Linked DNA regions of Mus musculus: region 1 is linked to region 2. The links are chromatin contacts, called in public Hi-C maps. All regions are on one chromosome and are shown on one strand. The core of a region is the stretch at or near the end of the contact, and the rest is flanking DNA. Distances in the headings are between cores, read along the strand shown. Region 1 has its middle 7.4 kb from the start of Gm39071. Region 2 has its middle 10 kb from the start of Gm33204.

Region 1 (4,537 bases), core at 914-3,413, 180 kb after region 2:
GCAGCTACATCACTGAATAAAGTGACATTCTTCTCAGAGCCACTTTCAACTGCTACCTTATTTATTTTCTTGAGACTGGGTTTTCCGTAGTAGCCCAGACTGCCTTCAAATTCACTATATAACTGTGGACAACCTTGAACTTCTAATAATCTTGTCTTCAGGTCCTGAGTGCTGGGATCATAGGTGTGTGCCACCACTGTGCTGTGTCCCCAGCCCCTTCTTCATAGTGTCTAATGTTTTCCATGAATTCTACCTTAAACACAACTCTAGATTATTGCATAGAATTGTTATGGGAGTACCAAATGCTATTATTTAGTGTGTGTGTGTGTGTGTGTGTGTGTGTGTGTGTGTGTGTGTGTGTGTGCTGTGATGTAATGTGTGTAGTTGTCTGTGTCACTGCATTGTGTGTGTGGAAGGGGTATCCATGTGCATGCCCAGGGAAGTCAGGGGTTGATGTTTGTCTTGTTTTAAGACAGGGTTTTGTGTTAAACCTGGACCTCACTAGCTAGGCTAGTCTAATTGATGAATATGCTTTAAGGACCCATCTGTCTCTGTTTCCTCTCCCCAGTGTCAGGGTTACAGACCACAGAGCTCACTTTTTATATGGGTTCTAGGGATCTAAACTCAGTCCTGACACTTGCAGGGCAAGCACCTCGCCAACTGAACCATTGCCCCAGCTCAGTGCATAGTATTTTCTCGTTTGAAACAGAGTCATGGGGCTGGAGAGATGGCTCAGCAGTTAAGAGCACTGACTGTTCTTCCAGAGGTTCTAATTTCAATTCCCAGCAACTGCAGGGTGGCTCACAACAATCTATAATGGGATCTGATGCCCTCTTCTGGCATGCAGGTGTACATGTAGAAAGAGCGCTCATATACAAAATAAATCTTTTTAAAGGAAAAAAGAGAGTCATACAAGATAGCCCAGGTATTGAACTCCCAGTCCTCTGACCTCAGCCTCCCGTGTGCTGGAACTACACAGGTGCCAGCTGCTGTACTTGGCTTAAGTTTTATCTTTATAGACATAGTGTGTGCTCTAAAGTGAGTCTACTTCTGTCTCTGTGCTTTGGCTGTCTCTGTCCTCTCCTGTTCTCAGGAGTCCTGAGGGTCTTGAGTATAAAGATGCTGAAAGGGGTAAGGTGGACGGAACAGGTCAGGAGCTTCAGATGCCACTCTCCACGAGCAGAATAGTCTGAGGACACTCTGGACACAGAGAAAATAAAAAAACAGAAGAAACAAAAACCAAAACCCTCTGAGTTGTAATAGCTGCGTTTGCAGACTTGGACTTTAAAATGAAGCCATCACAGAGTAGCATACAACCCCCTTGAGTCTCCCCTTAACTCAGGCCTGGCCTGAGCTTCTCAAGCCACGTTCCAGAGTGGCTGCAGCAGGGATCCCTTTAGCCCATGGCTGTAGCCAAAAGCAGTGGTTATGTTTTAAAACTCACCCTGCTGCTACATATTTTACTTCTTTGTAAGCTTTAGATATTTAAAAATAAAATCCTAAAGATAAGTGAGATGTGTGTGTGTGTGTGTGTTTGGCGGGGGGGGGGGGTTCCATGCCTGTGATCTACGCATTTTCGAGGCCTAGAAGATTGTGAGTTCGAGGCCAGCCTGGTCTATGTGATAAAATCTCATCTCAAACCAACCAACCAGCCAGCATCCCTTAGTAAGGAACCACATTGATTGATCTGTGGAGGTCATCATCGTCCTTCCCCTGCCCTCGTGCTTACACCCGTGAACACCCACAGGGTGTTTGTGCGATGCGGGTGCTCTTCTCCAAAGTATTAGGCATACCTCTGGGTACAGAATTCATTTGGAGCAGGACTTGGCCTTGGGTCTAAAACCTGCTCAACATTTAAGTGTGCACCCAGAGGAGCATTTGTTGCAGCAGAATTCCGAAATCTGAGCAACCTTTGGCAGCTGAAGGCTGAGAGGGAAAAACAAACAAACAAACCCAACAACCCATCCAGAGCCTTTTCCCAAAGCTGAAATGTTTACGTTGGATGCAAATATGGCCTGAGGTTTCAGGAAGAGGGTGGGGATGGTTAAGGGTGGAGGGCCGTGGGAACAGCGCCACCTTGTGGTCTCATCATTACTTTCCAGAGCAGCTATAGCTGCAGTGCCAGCTGCCACCAGACTGGGGCGGACATTTTGGACTTAGGACTTTGATTCGGAGACTGGGAGACATCTGCACTAGAACCTAGCTCCGACAGGCCCAGCTGCCTGACTCAAAAGACTTCATTAAAGACTACTCTGGCACAGCTACATAGTTGTTGAAGAAGAGGCGGGGGGGGGGGGCGGGGGAGAAGGGCGTGTGGCTGGCACTCATGAGACCATTTGGATCTGGAGGGACTGGCAGAGAGCCTGGAAGACCACGCCCAAGCTGGGAAGCTGGGGAACCAGGCGGTCTGCATTGGGAAGGCAGAAGGCAGATGGGTTGGCCACTCCTTCCCTTAGCTCTGTCTTGGTGTGTCTATTGGTCTCTCCCGTTGCTGCCCCCCATCACCCCAACACAGGGTACCAGGAAGGTAAAATAAGATGGCAGTTTCCTAGAACATCGGAAGTCCCAGAGGCACCCGGAGCTCTTCCCTTCCTCACCTTCTCAGTGGGACTCTCAAGCACAACACATCTCTGTCTGAGACAAAGATGACTGCCACCACAGGCAGGGAACACGAAAGTCATCTGTGCTTTTTTCCTCTAACAGCTACATCAAAATAAGTATACGAAGCAAATAAAAATTAATTTGGATACTATATTTTGTTTCATCCAACAGATCTGATGTCTTGGCATTTTAACATGTTAAGAAAATAGAATTCAGAGCTAGGCATTGTGGTACACAGCTGTAATTCCAGTGCTTGAGAGACTGAGACAACAGGATTGTGAACTAGAGTATCCTGGACTAAAACAGAGAGACCATCTGACAAACAAAGATAAACAAAAGAGTAATGTTATCTTTAGCTCCACTTCCCACCCTGGTTCTAAGGCTTTGGGATTCTGTATGTATTTTACTAGATTGGAAACACACAGATGCACACACACACACACCAGCAGCAGTTAGCACAAGAAAGGACATAGGATTCTTTGGTAGTTGGTAGAAGAGACCAACATGACCTGGCAAAGTCACATGGAGGCATTCACACTGGGCCATGGTGGCTGTGTGAGATTTAGAAAATGAAGTGACGAGTGTTTGGCCTGAGGAAGATGGATTATCCATCCCTGTTCTACTGGATCATGTCTGTCTCCCCTCCAATCTCCCCCCATCAGTACACACACACACACACACACACACACACACACACACTCTCATGTATGCACACACAGGTGTGGAGGTCAGAGCGCAGCTTCAGATGTCTCTCCTCAGGCATTGCTCGCCTTGATTTTTGAGACAGATTGCTCACTGACCTAGAACTCACTGAGTAGCCTAGTCTGGCTGGCCAGTGAGCCTGAGATCTGCCTGTCTCCGCAGCAGTGCTGTGATTCCAAGCACACACCACCACACATGGCTCTTAAAAATGATTGTTATTTTAAACAAACAAACAAACAAACAAACAAACAAACCAGGGGTTCTGGAGCCCCAGTCGGACCCTCCCGCTATCAAGCCAGCATTAATGACTGAGATGCTCTCTGGAGTTTTAAAGGATTGACAAAGATCAATAGCAGAAACTTCTCTGGATGCTGTAGAAAAATGTTTCAGGCTGACCCAGTGACCCCATCCCATAAGCCTCTGTGACCCAGTCCCACAGTAAACCTTCCACTGGGGCCCTTCGCTCACCAGTCTCTTCTGAGAACCTCAGAGCCACAGGTGAAGGTGCCCACCTAGCGAGTGGATGTGTTCCCTCATCCACACAGCCTGGTCACAGACAGTCCCCAAACCACAATCCACATCACATGTTCTACTGGGTGTTTGTTTGTTTGTTTGTTTGTTTTGCTTGCTTGCTTGCTTTCTTTCTTTCTTTCTTTCTTTCTTTTTTTTTTTTTTTTTTTTTTTTTTTTTTTTTTGTCTTGACTACCCTGAAACTCACTCTGTAGACCAGGCTGGCCTTGAACTCAGAGATCCACCTACCTCTGCCTCCCAAGGGCTGGGATTAAAAACATGCGCCACCACCACCCAGATTTCCAGTTCTTTTTTATGATTACATTTATGTACTTAGTTTGAGTTGGGGGTACAGGTCACAGCTTGTATGTGGGAGTTGGTTCTCTCCTTATCTCGTGGGTGCTGGGTTTGAAGCTACATGTCAGGCTTAGCAGGAAATGCTTCTACCCATGAGCCATCTCTCTCTAGCCATCTTCAGGTTTTTAGGGCTCAGAATAATTAAGTCAGAGTTGATAGAGCCGACAATTCTACACTTCTCCAGTGGGGAAACTGAGTCCCACTGAGGGAAAGAATGTTGCCAGGTCATGAAGCAAGATTCTCATCTGAGGCAAATGAGAAGGCTCAAAGGGTAAAATAGCACGCCTCACAAGCAGGACAATCCCCGAAACACACAGTAGAAGGAGAGAAACAACTCCCTAAAGTTGCCCTCTAACTTGTACATACA
Region 2 (4,586 bases), core at 1,223-3,722:
AAGGATGGAGATTATCTTTAAACAGAACACAAAAAAAGTTTGTTTCCAGTCTGTCAGAAATATTATTTCTGCTGCATAAAGTTGATTAAAGTACCATGGGATGTTTTAAACAGGAAAACAGAAAATCAAAGATGGATCTTCATGTAGGACCATGTACCAAGGAAGAAGAACCATATTAAAACTACAGATCCATTTAGCTACCAAAACTGGGTGCCATTTTACAATAACAGCTATAGCTGTCTAATTACACACCATAAAAAAAACAACAAAACCCAGATCTGCTGCTAACTTACCACCAAATAGCTCTGTAAACTTTCCCTAAGAGCTGTGTATTATCCATAGAAATAATTTACATGTTTAGTTTTGCTTCTGCTTTCAGGAAGCTCTCACACCCCCACTACAATAAGTGAAACAGGATGTTATTACAGTCTGCCAGATGTAGCTACAATGTAAACTGAGGCGGGGAGGGAATGTCTGGCCCATTATGCAGGATAACTCCATCTTTGGCACATTGCATTATATGAAGAGAAAGCCCAGACTATGCAGCAGGACTCCAATCAAAACAAAATCAAATGAAGCCGACAAAACCAATTAAAGGCAAGGCAGGAGAAACACATCAGGCATTTGAATCAAACTTTCAGCCACTGCCCTCAATAAGGGAGGAATAAAAATAGAACTTCAGTCTGGATCTGACTGGCTAATTTCAATTGCTTTTCATTTTATCTTCAAATCTGGCACTTAGAGTTGTCATGGCTGGCACTAGATATCCTGCGCACAATCTGCAGAAAGGACCTGGTAGAAAGAGAGGCTTTGCATCAGCATAGCCCCTGAGACACCTAGAACCTCTCCATGCAAAGGTAAACAGAATAATCCCAGAAAAACAAACAAACTTCCCAATCCACCAGTAAATCCAGAAAATGAAGAAGCAAAGCCTACTTTTTTAGACTCTTCCTTACAGCCCCCACCTTCCTGTATTTGCTGACTTTTGTTGTTGTTGTTGTTGTTGTTGCTGCTGCTGCTGCTGCTGCTGCTGCTGTCACCAGAAGATACCTAGTAGGAACAACCTAAGGGATTATTTTAGCTCATGGCTTCAAAGCTGTCAGTTCATCATGTTGGGGAGGGTGTTGTAGAACAGACAGGAAGCAAAGAGACAGGGACCTGTGGGCAAAGAGAACAAGACATAATTTTCACAAGCCCTTCTCTAGGTCAGTTTACTTTTTGAAATTCCCACAACCTTTCAAAATAGCGCGGTCAGTCAATGACCAGGCATGCAAATGAATGGAACTGCTGTAGGGACACTTTACATCCAAGCACATTGCTCTAGTGCCCCTTATCCATTCACATTCCCCACACTTCATTCTTAGGCCTTAGAAACGTGGCAGATCTTCAGTGTAAGTCAGCTGAGGTCAGATGTTCTTAACCAGAATTCAGTGCATAGAATTAGAATGTCTGGAAATGACCTTAGAAGGTTTTTTTCTCCTAATTTTCCACTTTCTGCATCAATTATCCTACGATAAAGCACCACAGCCATGCCCACAGGGGATTCGGACTCTGACTCAACACCTCTGCTGATTATAAATCAGGGTCCCCTGGGGCAGCCTCTTCCATTTCTGGATTGTTCTAATCATTAAAATGTTCTGTTGTGCTAGCCAAAATTATCCCCCTGTAGCGTCTGTGTGAGAAATACCAAGCAAGCCCTTCTCCTCCTGGCAGCCTCACTTTGTTTGATGGCAGCTGTCATATCCCTGCAGAGTGCCATGCCCCTGAACTAAATACACCCAACTGCTCATATGACAAAGTTCATAGGTTCCGTACTATCTTGGTCATCACTTCTTGAACACATTGCAGTTCAACAACGTCCTTCTTCAAAAGTTTCATCTTGAGTGGATTAAAATGCCACAGGAGATAGAGTGGAAGGAAGTTTCTGTCTACTGAAAAAAAACAAAACAAAAACAAAAAACAAGACACCAAGAGCCACACCCACAAGAAAGAGAGCTTTGTTGTTTGTTGTTATCAGAGTGGTATTTTCCCTTGTGAAGGGACAAAGAAGAGAGCTTGCCTTGTTTTCACTCTGCTCTTCTGTAATAAAATGTCAATTGCACGCGCACACACACACACACACACACACACACACACACATTCATACACACCAAGTCCACATGCTATTTTTAACCCTTTGTCTCATCCCTCCTTCTGTGACTTGAAGTTGCACAGGGTTTTTGACATAATAGGCTGATAGCAGCCATTCATTTTAAAGGGCCCCACTAGGCACAGACTACTCTTGGGAAAATGTATTACCTTTGTTGCTTTGATAAAACACAAACAAAATTGCCTTACAAAAAAATAACTTATTTAGACTTAAGGTTCCAGAGAAAATGTCAATAATGGAGGAAGAGGCATGGCAGCTGCTGATGTCCAGAGCAGGAAGCTGAGAGATTGCATCTCAGTCACACATATGAAGGAGTCAGTGAACTGGAAGTGAAACAAGGCTCTACACCCTCAAAACTTAGACTCACTCACTGATGTACTTAACTCCATCAAGGCCATGCCTCCTGAAAGTTCTAGAACCTTCCCAAACAGCACCATCAACAGGGGAACAAATGTTCAAATACCTAAACCTATGAAGGACACTTCTTAGTCAAACTACAACATTCTATTCCCTGCTACCCACTGCCCATGGCTAGCTATCTCATGATGCAAACTTCTAAAGTCTCCATTGTCTTTAATAGTCTCAACATTGTTGAAAAGTTCTAAGTCCAAAGATTCTTCTGAGACTTAAGGTAACTCCCTCTCAACCCCTGGTTTTAAGGACAAGGTTTCTCTGTGTATCCAAGGATGTCCTGGAACTTGCTCTGTAGATCAGACTAGACTTGAACTCAGAAATCTCCCTGGCTCTGTCTCCTGAGTGCTGAGATTAATGGCACATGCTATCATTACCCAGCCTCAAGGTGATCTGTTAACTGTGACTCCCTGTAAAAGCAAAGACAGATTGCATACCTCCAACACACAATGGCACAGAGTATGCATAGACCAAAGCAAGACTGAAACTCAGCAGGGAAAATACTAAATCCTGTAGCTCCATGTCCAGTGGCTGGGAGTTTAGTTTTAAATACCTTAGATGTCTTTACCCCTCCAGTTTTGTTGTCTGCAACATATAATAGCTCTCTCATGATCTGGCTTCACTCCTGGCCACAGCTCTCCTTGGCAGTTGCCTCATGACTCTGACATCTCCAATTTCTCTATTGCACCCAGGTTTCACTTCCACAACTTCATGAGATGGCTTCTCATAGCCTCCCTGCAAGGACTCCCCTGCCACACATTGCCTGGCCCCAGCAGCTCTCTGAAACCATGGAGGAAGATTCCATAACCCCTTCCCTCTTGCATCCTTCATGCTTCCGAAACCAGTGCCATGTGGCCAATACTGCCAAGTCCAGCTGCCAGCTTGGGGCAGACCTTTGCCCTTTAACTGCATTAGCAGCAATTGCTTTCTAGGGTCAGGTGCCCCTTAGGCCTGTGGTTCTCAACTTGTGGGTTGCAATCAATCCCTTTGAGAGGTCAAACAATCCTTTCACAGGGGTCACCTAAGACCATCTGTATATCAGATTACATTACAATTAATAACAAAAAAATCATAGTTATGAAGTAGCAACAAAAATAATGTTATGGTTGGGTCACAACAACATGAGGAACTGTGTTAAAGGGCTGCAGCATTAGGAAGGTTGAGAACCACTGTCTAAGCCTTTCTCCAGTCACAGACTAGCTTAGTTGGCTGGGGTCTTGCCCTAAAGGTATCCCTCCCATTGTTCTGCTGCAGAGCAGAAGGTCTCTCCTTAACAGTTGCTAATCCACCTAATAGTTATAGCCTCTCTTTCAGCGTGTGGTTTAGCTGTGGCATTAAGTTTCCTAGTGCTCTTTCTGTCTACATATTTCTGTCTTTCTTTCTGTCCCAATTGCTTTTTTTCCCATTGTAGACCTGCATTCCTGTTATTGGTAACAACCATGCCACAGACTTAACTTATGCTGCTATGAAATTTTCTTCCATCAAAAAAATTAGTCCGTTTTAATTTCGTTTAATAATTTAATTACTTTAGCCTCAGGCAAGTTCTTAGGACATGGGCAAAAGGCAGTTAAATTCTTTTTCTAACTATAACACAAATGATCTCAGGCCCAGTCCCTAATAGTTAGTGTTCCCCCTGAAACCACTTGGGCTGGGCCACTACAACTGTATATATATACACACACACATATGTATATGTGTGTGTTTATTTGTTTGTTTGTTTGTTTGTTTTTATTTTTGGTTTTTCGAGACAGGGTTTCTCTGTATAGCCCTGGCTGTCCTACTCACTTTGTAGACCAGGCTGGACTCGAACTCAGAAATCTGCCTGCCTCTGCCTCCCGAGTGCTGGGATTAAAGGCATGTACTACCACCTCTGGCTCATGTATACATATATTTATGTGTGTGTATACACACACACACACACACACACACAGAAACATATATACATATATACATATACATATATACACACACATACACATATACACACACACATATGGCAAAATCAGTGACTAAGAGATCACATCTC

The links. A called contact is a pair of places that touch in the nucleus more often than the background predicts.
Region 1: a Hi-C map of the N1E-115 cell line shows a contact between it and region 2, with 2.9 times the contacts expected there. The contact joins two enhancer-like sites. A contact is called at or near these places in 3 of 484 Hi-C or Micro-C datasets (the HPC-7 cell line, the N1E-115 cell line and cortical neurons).

What each region holds. Positions count from the first base shown.
Region 1 is chr7:112,178,233-112,182,769 of GRCm38.p6, forward strand. No RefSeq gene overlaps it. Among named protein-coding and RNA genes, the nearest start is that of Gm39071, 7.4 kb to the right of the region's middle. Within about 2 kb of position 2,164, at least 72 of the 459 cell types and tissues checked have an H3K27ac peak or open chromatin away from gene starts, as enhancers often do. A contact at or near this core is called in the N1E-115 cell line, where this site is marked.
Region 2 is chr7:111,997,104-112,001,689 of GRCm38.p6, forward strand. No RefSeq gene overlaps it. Among named protein-coding and RNA genes, the nearest start is that of Gm33204, 10 kb to the right of the region's middle. Within about 2 kb of position 2,473, at least 30 of the 459 cell types and tissues checked have an H3K27ac peak or open chromatin away from gene starts, as enhancers often do. A contact at or near this core is called in the N1E-115 cell line, where this site is marked.